2 separate regions of the Sus scrofa genome follow, and region 1 is linked to region 2. The links are chromatin contacts, called in public targeted proximity ligation maps. All regions are on one chromosome and are shown on one strand. The core of a region is the stretch at or near the end of the contact, and the rest is flanking DNA. Distances in the headings are between cores, read along the strand shown. Region 1 has its middle 67 kb from the start of ZNF706. Region 2 has its middle 40 kb from the start of AZIN1.

What was found.
Region 1: a targeted proximity ligation map of alveolar macrophages shows a contact between it and region 2. A contact is called at or near these places in 4 of 47 Hi-C or Micro-C datasets (alveolar macrophages, fetal skeletal muscle, heart right ventricle and 1 more) and 1 of 2 datasets of targeted methods (alveolar macrophages).

The regions. Positions count from the first base shown.
Region 1 is chr4:35,698,636-35,704,002 of Sscrofa11.1, forward strand. No RefSeq gene overlaps it. Among named protein-coding and RNA genes, the nearest start is that of ZNF706, 67 kb to the right of the region's middle.
Region 2 is chr4:34,263,484-34,269,616 of Sscrofa11.1, forward strand. No RefSeq gene overlaps it. Among named protein-coding and RNA genes, the nearest start is that of AZIN1, 40 kb to the left of the region's middle.

The DNA of each region.
Region 1 (5,367 bases), core at 401-2,900, 1.4 Mb after region 2:
TTCCATATGCTGTGGGTGCGGCCCTTAAAAAAAAAAAAAGCCTGGTACAGATCAACTTCCTTCCTCTTAGAACCCTGGCCTTGGGGGCCCTCATCTTCCAAACAAGCAGTCCAGCTACCTGGCTGGAGAGGCCAGGGATTGCTGGGAGAAGAGAGGCTTAACTGAGCACAGCTGTCCCTCCCAAGGCAGGTGTGTGAGCAGGCTGCCTCGCCTGGACCCTCCAGACCAGACCAGAGGCCACCTGAACACCACTGAATACTGCCTGCGTCTACCCCACAGACCACAGAGGAATCACCTGGCCACATCCTCCCTGAATTCCTGCCCCATGAAACTTAGATGTAAGAAAGTGATTGTAGTGTTAAACCTCTAGGTTTTGGAGTTCCCGTCGTGGTGCAGTGGTTAAGGAATCCGACTAGGAACCATGAGGTTGTGGGTTCGATCCCTGGCCTTGCTCAGTGGGTCAAGGATCCCGTGTTGCTGTGGCTCTGGCATAGGCCGGTGGCTACAGCTCTGATTAGACTCCCTAGCCTGGGAACTTCCATATGCTGCGGGAGCGGCCCTAGAAAAGACAAAAACAAAACAAAACAAAAAAAGCAAAAACCTCTAGGTTCCTTTCTTTCTTCTTCTTTTTTTTTAAGGGCTGCACTCAAGGCATATGGAAGTTCCCAGGCTGGGAACAGAATCGGAGCTGTAGCTGCCGGCCTACACCATAGCTACAGCAATGCCCAATCCTTGCCCGATCCTCCAGCAAGGCCAGAGATCGAACCTGCATCCTCATGGATATTAATCGGGTTCATTACCACTAAGCCACAACAGGAACGCCATCCTCTAGGTTTCACGGCACTCTGTGGTACAGCAGTAAATCGCTGGTGGAGAATCTGGTCACCACCACATCCATGGGGCTCTAGTCACTTTCCATTGGGTCTGAGGGTAGAAACTTTGGGGTCATGTGCCCACAAATCATCAGATGCTGTGGCCTTGGACCTCCCCTGTCCCCATAGTGATGAATCCATCTCAGAGTCATCTCTGAAGTGGGGACCGTGGAAATGATGAGTCACAGAGTAGTTCGTAGTGACAAATGGAATAAGAAGAGCTTTAATCCAATGTTATAGTCCACAGCGGTGGCTACAAGGGACAGTATTACCGGATAAATTAAATGAGAATGGCCACTCCTACTTGTTTTAATATTGTCTCCAAGTGTGGGTGTTGATTAATGGTCCAAAGTGATTTGATTTTGCATCATTAACACATTTTTAGCACTTAAGAGGGGAAAAAAGGACAAGGGAAAAGGAAAACAAATACTTTTTTTTTTTCCTCCCTGAGAGTTTGGGATCTGATGTGGTAATGCTGATGGATTATGTAATTGTGGATTATGTAATTTGTGGATAAATGTCTTCTCTTCCTGTCCTGAGCTGACCCTCATCTCTCCTGCTTTCTCTGATCCACGTGCAGTGTCCACCACAGTGGAATAAAAATATATTCTGTAGTCTTTGCTTGAGCCTGTGACTACTTATTTAAAACCAGTTGCCCTTCAGAAAGCGTGAGCCCGCCCCACACAAACGATTCAAGAGCCGGAGTGGAGTAAGTCTGCGTCTCGAGGGAAGACAGCGCACGCAATCAAGGAGTGAACTTGAGCCCAGAAAAACAGACAGCCCAGGCGATGCTGCAACACTGCCTTTGAAGCCATGTTGAGTTTAGTCTGTTCACAGTGAGGCCTGTAAGAGATCAGAAGCTGGAATCTGACGGTTGTCAGGAACCAGACCAGTGCAGCCTCTGGGACCTCGAGGCCTTTGGTTACATGATCTGGGAGTCTGTTTCTCCAGCACTGAGACAAAATCCACAAATGCACACACTTCTCTCTTGTAGAGGAAGATTCCTGGGCTCAGTGTCCAATTTTGAATTTTAAAAACTGGTTTGGAATTTCTATACATTTTTAGCCACATGAAAGGCTTTGCTCATGGTCGACCAGCCTACTCTGACTGAAAACAGATGAAACTGGGGCATTTGAAAGCAATTCCAGTCAGGCCTGTCGCTGCTCCACCTCCAAGGGACCAGGACTGCCCCTGCCCTGTGTGAGGAAGTGGATGAGGTCAGGGCCTCTGAGGGCGTTAGCTTTTCTGTGTCTGAGGTCTTTGCCTTTCCACTGGTAGGAGTGGCTCCAAGTGTGGGTAACAGGACCCGCCCGGTGTCAGGGTGCCATCTGCCCAAGAAGAGGCCCTTGTTGGAGTTTCCATCATGGCACGGTGGTTAATGAATCCAACTAGGAACCATGAGGTTGCGGGTTCGATCCCTGGCCTTGCTCAGTGGGTTAAGGATCCAGAGTTGCTGTGAGCTGTGGTGCAGGCTGAAGATGCGACTCGGATCCCGTGTTGCTGTGTCTGTGACGTAGGCCGGTGGCTACAGCTCCGACTGGACCCCTAGCCTGGGAACCTCCATATGCCACGGGTGTGGCCCTGGAAAAGGCAAAAAGGCAAAAATAAAAAATAAAAAGAAAGGGCCCTTATTGTGAGAGGACTCTGCTGTGCCCTGGGCCCTGTATTGGAGCTGGGGGGCCAAGAACTGAAGCCAGAGCCTGAGCTCCAGGCCAGTCCCGGGGCCTGCAGAGAAGGGAAATTGCAAATAGAGTGAACCACAGCGTGATCTTGCTTGTGTAGGCTGCGGAGTGGAAGGCTTCCTTTCTCTCAACAAAGGTGAAGTTTCTTGAGGTTGGATTTACTGACACCCAGTTGAGCACAGCCGAGAAAGAGCCAAGCCACGGAACCCAGGAGGCAACGGTGAAGTGGCCCAGAGGATGGCATGGGCGTGAACCTCCAAACCAGCCCTGAGGCTGGGAACTGGGGGAGTTCCCGTTGTGGCTTATCGGGTTAAGAACCCAACTAGGGAGTTCCCGTCGTGGCGCAGCGGAAATGAATCTGACTAGGACCCACAACATTTCGGGTTCGATCCCTGGCCTCAATCAGTGGGTGAAGGATCCAGCTTTGCCATGAGCTGTGGTGTAGGTCACAGACGTGGCTGGGACCTGGCGCTGCTGTGGCTCTGGCGTAGGCCAGCAGCAACAGCTCTAATTCAACCCCTAGCCTGGGACCTTCCTTATGCCGCGGGTGTGTCACTAAAAAAGACCAAAAAAAAAAAAAAAAGAACCCAACTAGTATCCATGAGGATCTGGGTTTGATCCCTGGCCTCATTCATGGGTTAAGGATCCGGCGTTTCTGTGAGCTGTGGTGTAGGTGGCAGACGTGGTTCAGATCCTGCGTTGCTGTGGCTGTGGTGTAGGCCAGCAGCTGTAGCTCCGATTGGACCCCTAGCCTGGGAACCTCCATATGCCAAACATGCGGCCCTAAAAAGAAAGAAAAATAAAGGGGGTGGGGAGGAACTGCAGACAGGCGCGCTTGGCTCAGCCACTTGCGTGTGCAGGCTCTCTGTCTGACCTCTCTAAGTTAGAGTTCCTCATTGAGAGAATGCTGACATCAGCATTTCCCTTTGGGGCGGTTTGATGCCTCCATGGGCAGAAGGCCTGTTGAAGGTCATAGTGGGGGAGGTGGAGCTGTGGCGGCAGAAGAAACAATGGAGCTGAAGCCATTCAGTACCAGCGCCCCTGGCAATGGGGTGAGTAGGGGCTCTGCACAAAGCTCCAGGCCCGCCCGACGACTGAGGGGCCCTGGTCTCTGCAGCGTCTCTCATGTCCTCAGCTGCGCAACAGGCAGGCAGCACTTGGGACACCAGGTCAGGGTTGGGCCGACACCCCTCTGGGCTCTGCCCCCAGATCTTACCCAATGCGGGCAGACATCCAGCAATTCAGGTTCCCAGGTTCTGTTGCTTTCCCACGTCTTCTTCATGTCCCCATCTGGCAAGATCTCATCCATTGAGACCAGTCAAATTTTGCCAAAGTTGAACTTTTAAATGAATATTTAGAAAGAAGATTAAGTAGCAGGACTTTATGTCCCTTTTTCTTTCCTTCTTTTTTTTTTTTTGTCTTTTGTGTACCAGAGCCACAGGAACACCAGATCCAAGTCGCGTCTGTGACCTACACCACAGCTCACGGCAACACCGGATCCTTAACCCACTGAGTGAGGCCAGGGATCAAACCCGTAACCTCATGGTTCCTAGTTGGATTCGTTTCCACTGCACCACAAAGGGAACTCTGTTTCTTTTTTCTTTTTAGAGCAGCACCTGTGGCATATGGAGGTTCCCAGGCTAGGGGTCAAATCGGAGCTTCAGCTGCTGGCCTACACCACAGCCACAGCCACAACAACACCAGATTCGAGCTACGTCTGCAACCTACACTGCAGCTCAGGGCACTGAGTGAGGTCAGGAATGGAACCTACATCCTCATGAATACTAGTCGTGTTCTTAACCCTCTGAGCCACAACAGGAACTCCTATGTCCAGTTTCTTCTTGCAGCTATTATTCAAAGTCACCAGTCCCCAAAATAAACTTGCTTTTTTGCTCTGAACCAAAAATTTCTCCTGCCAGACAAACAATGCACACATGGTGACCTTTCTGATTTGCAGGGTTCTTTGGATACATTATTTATTAGCTCACAGGTACTGCATAAAGTTATAAGATAAAGTCAGGAAGGCCAAAGAAGAAAACGCTAAAGGAAATTTATTTCTTTTTTTTTTTTTTTTTTTTTTGTCTTTTGTCTTTTGTTGTTGTTGTTGTTGTTGTTGCTATTTCTTGGGCCGCTCCCGCGGCATATGGAGATTCCCAGGCTAGGGGTTGAATCGGAGCTGTAGCCACCAGCCTACGCCAGAGCCACAGCAACGTGGGATCCGAGCCGCATCTGCAACCTACACCACAGCTCACGGCAACGCCGGATCGTTAACCCACTGAGCAAGGGCAGGGACCGAACCCACAACCTCATGGTTCCTAGTCGGATTCGTTAACCACTGCGCCACAACGGGAACTCCTCATAAGATTTCAAAACATGTTGTCAACCCTGGAGTTCCCGTCATGGCTCAATGGTTAATGAATCCGACTAGGAACCATGAGGTTGCAGGTTCAATCCCTGGCCTTGCTCAGTGGGTTAAGGATCCAGCGTTGCTGTGAGCTATGGTGTGGGTCACAAATGCAGCTCGGATCCCAAGTTGCTGTGTCTGTGGCATAGGCGGGCGGCTACTGCTCCGACTGTGACTCCTAGCCTGAGAACCTCCAAATGCAGTGGGAGCAGCCCAAGAAAAGGCAAAAAGACAAAACAAAAACAAACAAACAAACAAACAAAAAAAACATGTTGTCAACCCTATAGTTCAGCCTCAGACTTTGCAGTGGCCCTGCACATTAGGGTAAACAGGTAAGCAATTTGGCCTCACTTTTTTTGTTTTGATGAAGTCTAGTTTGTTCAGGAAGACAAAGGACAAATAATAATAA
Region 2 (6,133 bases), core at 543-3,042:
AGGTGTGGCCACATCCAAAAATCTAACCCAATCATATCCTTCCCTTTCTCACCACACCCCACATTCAATCACATCTCATCAACTGGCACCTCAATTACCTGGGGCTACCAAGCACCCAGAGTGTGTAAGAGACAGAGGTAAATGGGAAAACACGAGCTCACAGCAGAGACATCATCAGACCCTTGATGTGCCCAGAGGTTAGTGCATCTCTCTCTTTTTTTGTTGTTTTTGGTTTGGTCTTTTTAGGGCCACACCCATGGCATATGGAGGTTCCAAGGCTAGGGGTCAAATAGGAGCTGCAGCTGCCAGCCTACACCACAGCCACAGTAATGCGGGATCCGAGCCGTGTCTGCAACCTACACCATAGCTCATGGCAATGCCGGATCCTTAACCCACTGGGCAAGGCCAGGGATCAAATCGGCATCCTCATGAATACTAGTCAGATTTGTTTCTGCAGAGTCACGTTGAGAACTCCCAGTACATCTCTTCAAACTCAAAATTCAGAATGGTCTGGGAACTCAAAAGTTTTTTGGTTTAGTTTGGGGAAAACTCACTCATTTAACCTCAAAACCTGACTGAAGGGACGTGAAGCTGTTGACAGTGTTTATCTTACTTGATGTGAATAGTCCTACATTTTGCTGGAGAAATGTAGTGTGTTTGATTACAGAGTGTTTGTTGTTCCAGAGCCTGCAGCTGGTAGTGATGGTGGTGGTGTTACCATATACATAGACTGTGAATAATTCTGAATTCCAGACACATTCCTTCAGATTCTAGAAGGTGGTTAGTGGACCATTCTAGTATCAGTCTTTTACTACTCAGGGGAACATACAAAAGAATTTAAGCATGCTAAAAATGATGATCATGAAAGTGTGAAAAGCATGATCCCATGTTGGTAGAGCCAACGTTTGATTTTTGAGCACCCAGAACACTGCTAAACCGTGTTCTAGACACTGAGGGTGGAGCAGTGAACAAAACAAGGCCTGTGAGTTCTCAGAGCTGACAATGCTACATTTTAAAAATTCCAGGAGTTCCCCTGTGGTAGTGGAAACAATCTGAATAGTATCCATGAGGATGCAGGTTTGATCCCTGGCCTCACTCAGTGGATTAAGGATCTGCCGTTTCTGTGAGCTGTGGTGTAGCTCACAGATGTGGCTTGGATCTTGGCGTTGCTGTGGCTGTGGTGTAGGCCAGCAGCTGTAGCTCCGATTGGACCCCTAGCCTGGGAACCTCCATATGCTGCAGGTTGGGCCCTAAAAAGCAAATTAAATAAATAAATATGCTGTAAAGGATGCGCGCGTGCACACACACACAAATTTAAAGATATGAAGCCCTGGAAGGGCAGTCACTAAAATTCCAGAAGTGTTTATTTCTAGATACAGGCATTAAGAGTAATTTTTTTCTTTTTTCTCTCTGCATTTCCAAATTTTCCTGCAATGCTCAGGACTTATTTTTGAATTTGTTTCTTTTTTTTTCTAAGAATGGCATCGTTAACTGAACAGTAATTTCTACCAGCTCTCCTCCTGGCAGGTGCGGATGGAGTCTCTGTGCAGTTCCGAAACCCCACCAGCAGAGGGCGCTGCGGTCGCGGGGCTCAGGGCGGAGCCGCCGCTGCGCTTTTCTCCCCAGCAACACCGGCCGGCGCGCGGCTCCGGAGGCGCGGCCTCCCGGTTTCCCCTGCCGGGCCTCCCCCTCGCCCCGCCTTCCGCCCGCCTCCCGCCCAGCAGGGGCGGTGGCCGCCGTGCCGCGACCTCGCCCGCGCCTCGCCCCTTGGGCCCGGGCCGACTCGGGCCCGAAGGGCGGAGCCCTGGCTCCTCGCAGACCTACCCGCGTGGTGCAGGAGGGAGGAGGGAGCCCGGCGCCCGGCCTCGCCCGCCCGGGCCGCCTGCCCCCCGCCCGCCCCCGGCGCCGCCCTCCCTCTGCCCCCGCCCGCCCCCGGCGCCGCCCTCCCTCTGCCCCCGCCCTGCCGCAGGGTCGGCCGGGCAGCGGCTGACTCGTACTTTGGAGCCGGATGGGGAGACGTGACCGCCGAGACACGGGCTGCGCCGGGAACAGGCGCGGGGGCGGGAGGGGGAGGCCGAGTTTCTGGGCACCTGGCGGCCGGGCGGATGGGGAGGGCAGCCGCCGCCCCCTCCCCCCGCGCTGAGTTCCCAGGGGAGGGGAAGGGAAGTGGGCTCCTCCCCGCCACGGGGCCCCAGCCCTGGGCCTCGTGTGTGCGCGCGCCGGCTCTCCTTCCTCCGCTCCTCTGCCCCGCCGCGCCCGGGCAGAGTCTGGTTTAGAAGGGTGGCCACGTTACCATTCCTGTCCGCTGAAGGTGCTCAGGCCTCCCGGGACGGAGAAATTTATGCAGTAAGATGCAGCCGCAATTGAGTCCTGGCCTCTGTCCAAGCTCAGTTTTCTAATCTGTAAAATGGGAAAGAGAATACCTACCTCCCAGTAGGCCCGTAGGTTTTCACACCAGGAAGCTTGTGATGCTCCAAGGAGATGTGCCGGGGAGAATTCCAAAGGAGAGCAGAATTATCCCATTCCCAAATCCAAAAAAAGGGCCATCTTGGTATCTCTACTGCATTTCCTAAGCTGTTTAACAATCTCTTGCCCTCACTTTGGCCAGGAAAGACCACCAAACACTGATTACCCTTCATAGAGTTTCCTCTTCTGTAATGGGGATTAAAAGGGAGGAGAGTGCACAAGCATTTCAGGGGCCGTCTTACTCTTTGGGTTAAATGCCCCAACCCTAGGATTAAGTGTGGCTTTTCTGGAGCTCTGATTGTAAACAAAGCTTAAGATGAAATACCCTGGTCCTTTAGAGTCAAAAGGTGGGGAGGGGTCATCCTACTACATTTAAGATGCAGATTCCAAGCCCTTCTCTGCTACTTGCTACTGTGGCTACTTTACCAAGTATTGAATATCGCTCAGCCTCAGTTTTCTTAGCAGTCAAATGGGAACACAGCACTGCTTTGTGGTGATAGGGTCAGGTACCCAGGGCGAATCTCCGACTTTCGCAGACCCTCATGAGTCAGTGAGGCAGCATTGTGTTGTCATTTGTCAGGAAATTCTCCTTATAGCTCTAGATCCTCCCCAGGCTTCAGGCTGTATTTCTGCGGCTCAGTCCCGGGAGAGAACCACTGGTCAGCCCCTTGTTCATTGATGTCATCTTCCAAGCAGAGAGGCAACTGCCAAGCTCCTCAGCCTGCCTTTCCTCACCCCTGGCCTCAGATATGGTATCAGGGTCCTCCCCAGGGAAATGGGGGAGGACAAATGCTGAGAGAACTGAGGTCCAGACCTGGAGATTTCCCCTAAATTTGTGAAAGGAATTACTAGCAAATCAGGAAGAAGAAAATGCTATGGAAAACTACCCCTGTGCTGGGGGGATTTATCTCAAGGCCCTCACAAGAACCCGGGCAGGAATCATCACTGCCTTTTTGCCTGTAAGGAAGCAGAGGATCTGCTGCCCAGGTCCCCAGTCTGTCCTTAGCTGGGCCCTCCTCCACCCCAGAGGACTCGTGAGTGTCTCAGGAGAAGGTGCTACCTCCACCTTGGCCTCTTCCATGTGTGTGTTGGGAAATGGCCGCAACTGCTACTGACACCAGGTTCTCTTGCCAGTGAGTTTCCTGGTGGTTATCCCTGGCTTGAAAGGCCAAGTGGCTCTTGGGAAACACACAGAAGCCTCCCCCTCCCTTCCTGTTGGAAACTTTGGCCTCAGGCGTAGAGTGGATGCCTGGGAAACACATTTCAGCTCCAGCCTCAGAGAGTCCAACTGCTCCTGGAGCTCTGCCAAGGCCGCTCTCAGGGATTGTGGGAGTTGGGAAGTCTGAAGGCCAGGAGGCCCCGCTCCCATGTGGGCCTCATCTCTGGACACGCTTGCTGGTGACCATCTGCGTGAGTGGTTCTCATCCCTGGCTGCCCTTGGAAAGAAGGCCGATGCCTGGGCTCCACCGCAGACCAATGAAATCCCATTTCTGGGAGGGGGCCCATGCTCCAACACTTAGGTTTTCTGAAGCATCCCCGGCTAATTCCCATGTGCTGTCGCCGGGGATGAGAAACACGAAGGGAGATCAATACCAACAGACAGTCAAAGGACAGAATAGCCAAGTATTTAAAATCTGAGCAAAAGATTTAGATAGCAACGAATAGAAGCCACCCAGGGCAGGAAGACGCCCACAGCCCTGGCTGGGCAGGACTGTGGAATTCTTGGAAAGAATCTATCTATCCATCAGGGAACTGGCATGACTTGGTGCCTAGGAGCAGAGGGCAGAACCCTGTGGCTCCAGGTCCCTGTGGGTCACTATATCTGCTTCTGAGAGCCACATCTGTGCTACCTGGCCAGGCCCCTGATGTGCCTGTGCATTCCTCTAATGCAACTGCATTGCTTGCTATTCTGGGAACTCACCCTGCTCTTTCCTCCCTCTTGGGTTTTGGTTCCAGGCGTTTGTTTCCGTCTGAAACATCCTTTCCCCATCTGTTAAATCCTTGCTCTTCAAGGCCCCTGCCCTAATGCCAGCTCCACCAGGAAGCCTCTACCAGGGCCTCTGTAAGCACCTGTACCCCACTTCCCACTCTGTCACTGCTCAAACTGTGCCCAGGCTATCTCCCTGGCCAGATACAGGGAGGGCAAGGACAGTCAGACCCCTCTGTGCCCTTTCCTCCCCTTGCCTGTCAGAGCGGGTGGAGGACACCTTGCTTGGAGGAGCCACACATTTCCTGAATGCTACAGAATTTATCCCTGTTTCAGGACAGGGTGGACAGTCACAAAGACAAATCCTCTCTGCCCATGCCCCTTCCTGATAGCTCCCTAGCCCGTCTGCTCCATTTCCTGAGTGCCACGGGCCCTTGTGGTTAGCCGGCAGCGACAGGAAAGAGCTGGGGCCAGGCCTTGACCCGGCACGCGGTGTCCACGGCAGGGCAGCGGAGTAGCTTTCCCTGGGGAGGGAGGGTAGAAAGACGGAGGCGGGGGATGAGAATGTCGAGGCCCCAGATGCTGGTGTAGTCTTTTCCCACCGAGACCCGGCGTCTTTAGAAGGCGAGGTAGAACCCTGCGACCTCGGGCGCCTTGGAGGCCAGTGATGGTGCCACGGAACCGCCTTCTCCCGACACCGAAGCGTGTGCGACACGGGGAGGGGGAGCCCCGGGTGGGGGCCCGCGCAGCCCAGGGAGAACCGCGAAGGGGAGCGGGACCCGGTCGCGGCTCGCCGGCTGCGGTGACGTTGGGAGACTTGTTCCCCCCTTTGTCGCCCGCCACTAGCCCGCGCCGCAGGTGACTCTGGCAGCTGCCAGTCGTCTCCGTGCCGACACGGCGCCCCCGCCACAGCCTCCTTCTTGGGCTTTTCCGGCTCCGAGCGCCTCAAACGACCTCGGCGGCCGCCTGCCCGGGCCGCTCCCCGCCCCGCCCCCCGGGCCGCGCGGCAGGGCTTTCTGATGAGTCAGCGGGAGCCCGGGAGCCTCCAGCCGCCCCGGGCATCTGCTCCGGTGACGCACCGTGACTCACGGGCGCCCGGGCAGCCGCAGCCGCCGAGCGCGCAGCGCCGAGCTGAGGAGCCGAGAGCAGTCCCCCGCCGCGGCCGGGCGTCCCCCCGGGGCGGGCTCCACTCCACACCCCGGGCCCCGCACCCCGCACCCCGCACCCCGCGCCGGGCTCCTCCCGCGCCCCCAGCGCCGTCCTCCCCCAGCCCTCCCGCTCCCGCCCGCCCGCCTGCCTCCGGCACCTTCCTCCCCCCTCCCTCGCCTCTCCGCTCCCTTGGCCCAACTCCAAGCTGACATCAGACGCTGGCCGCCCGGCCACCCTCTGAGTCAACAGTTTCCGAAGCCGAGCCCGCTGCCAGGGGCGGGGAGAAAGCGCTGCCTCCGGGGGAGGCGGTGGGGAGCGGAGGCGGCTCGGCCCTGGCAGCCGCGGGAGGGCGGAGGTGGGTGGGGACGAGCAGACCTTTTACAAGAAGTCACGGGGTGGGGGGCTGGCTGTGGGGGGGAACAGGGAGGGTGAAAACCACCCAGCGGAGCCGCCGGGGCGGGGAGGAAACCTGCGCCAGGAGCCACGTGCTGGAGCCGGCGCTGGGTGGGTGGCTCGGGGAGCGGTGGGGGAGGGAGAGGCCCTTGCTGGGAAAGGCCCCAGGCCACGTTTCTGGGGGAGGAGAAGAACCGC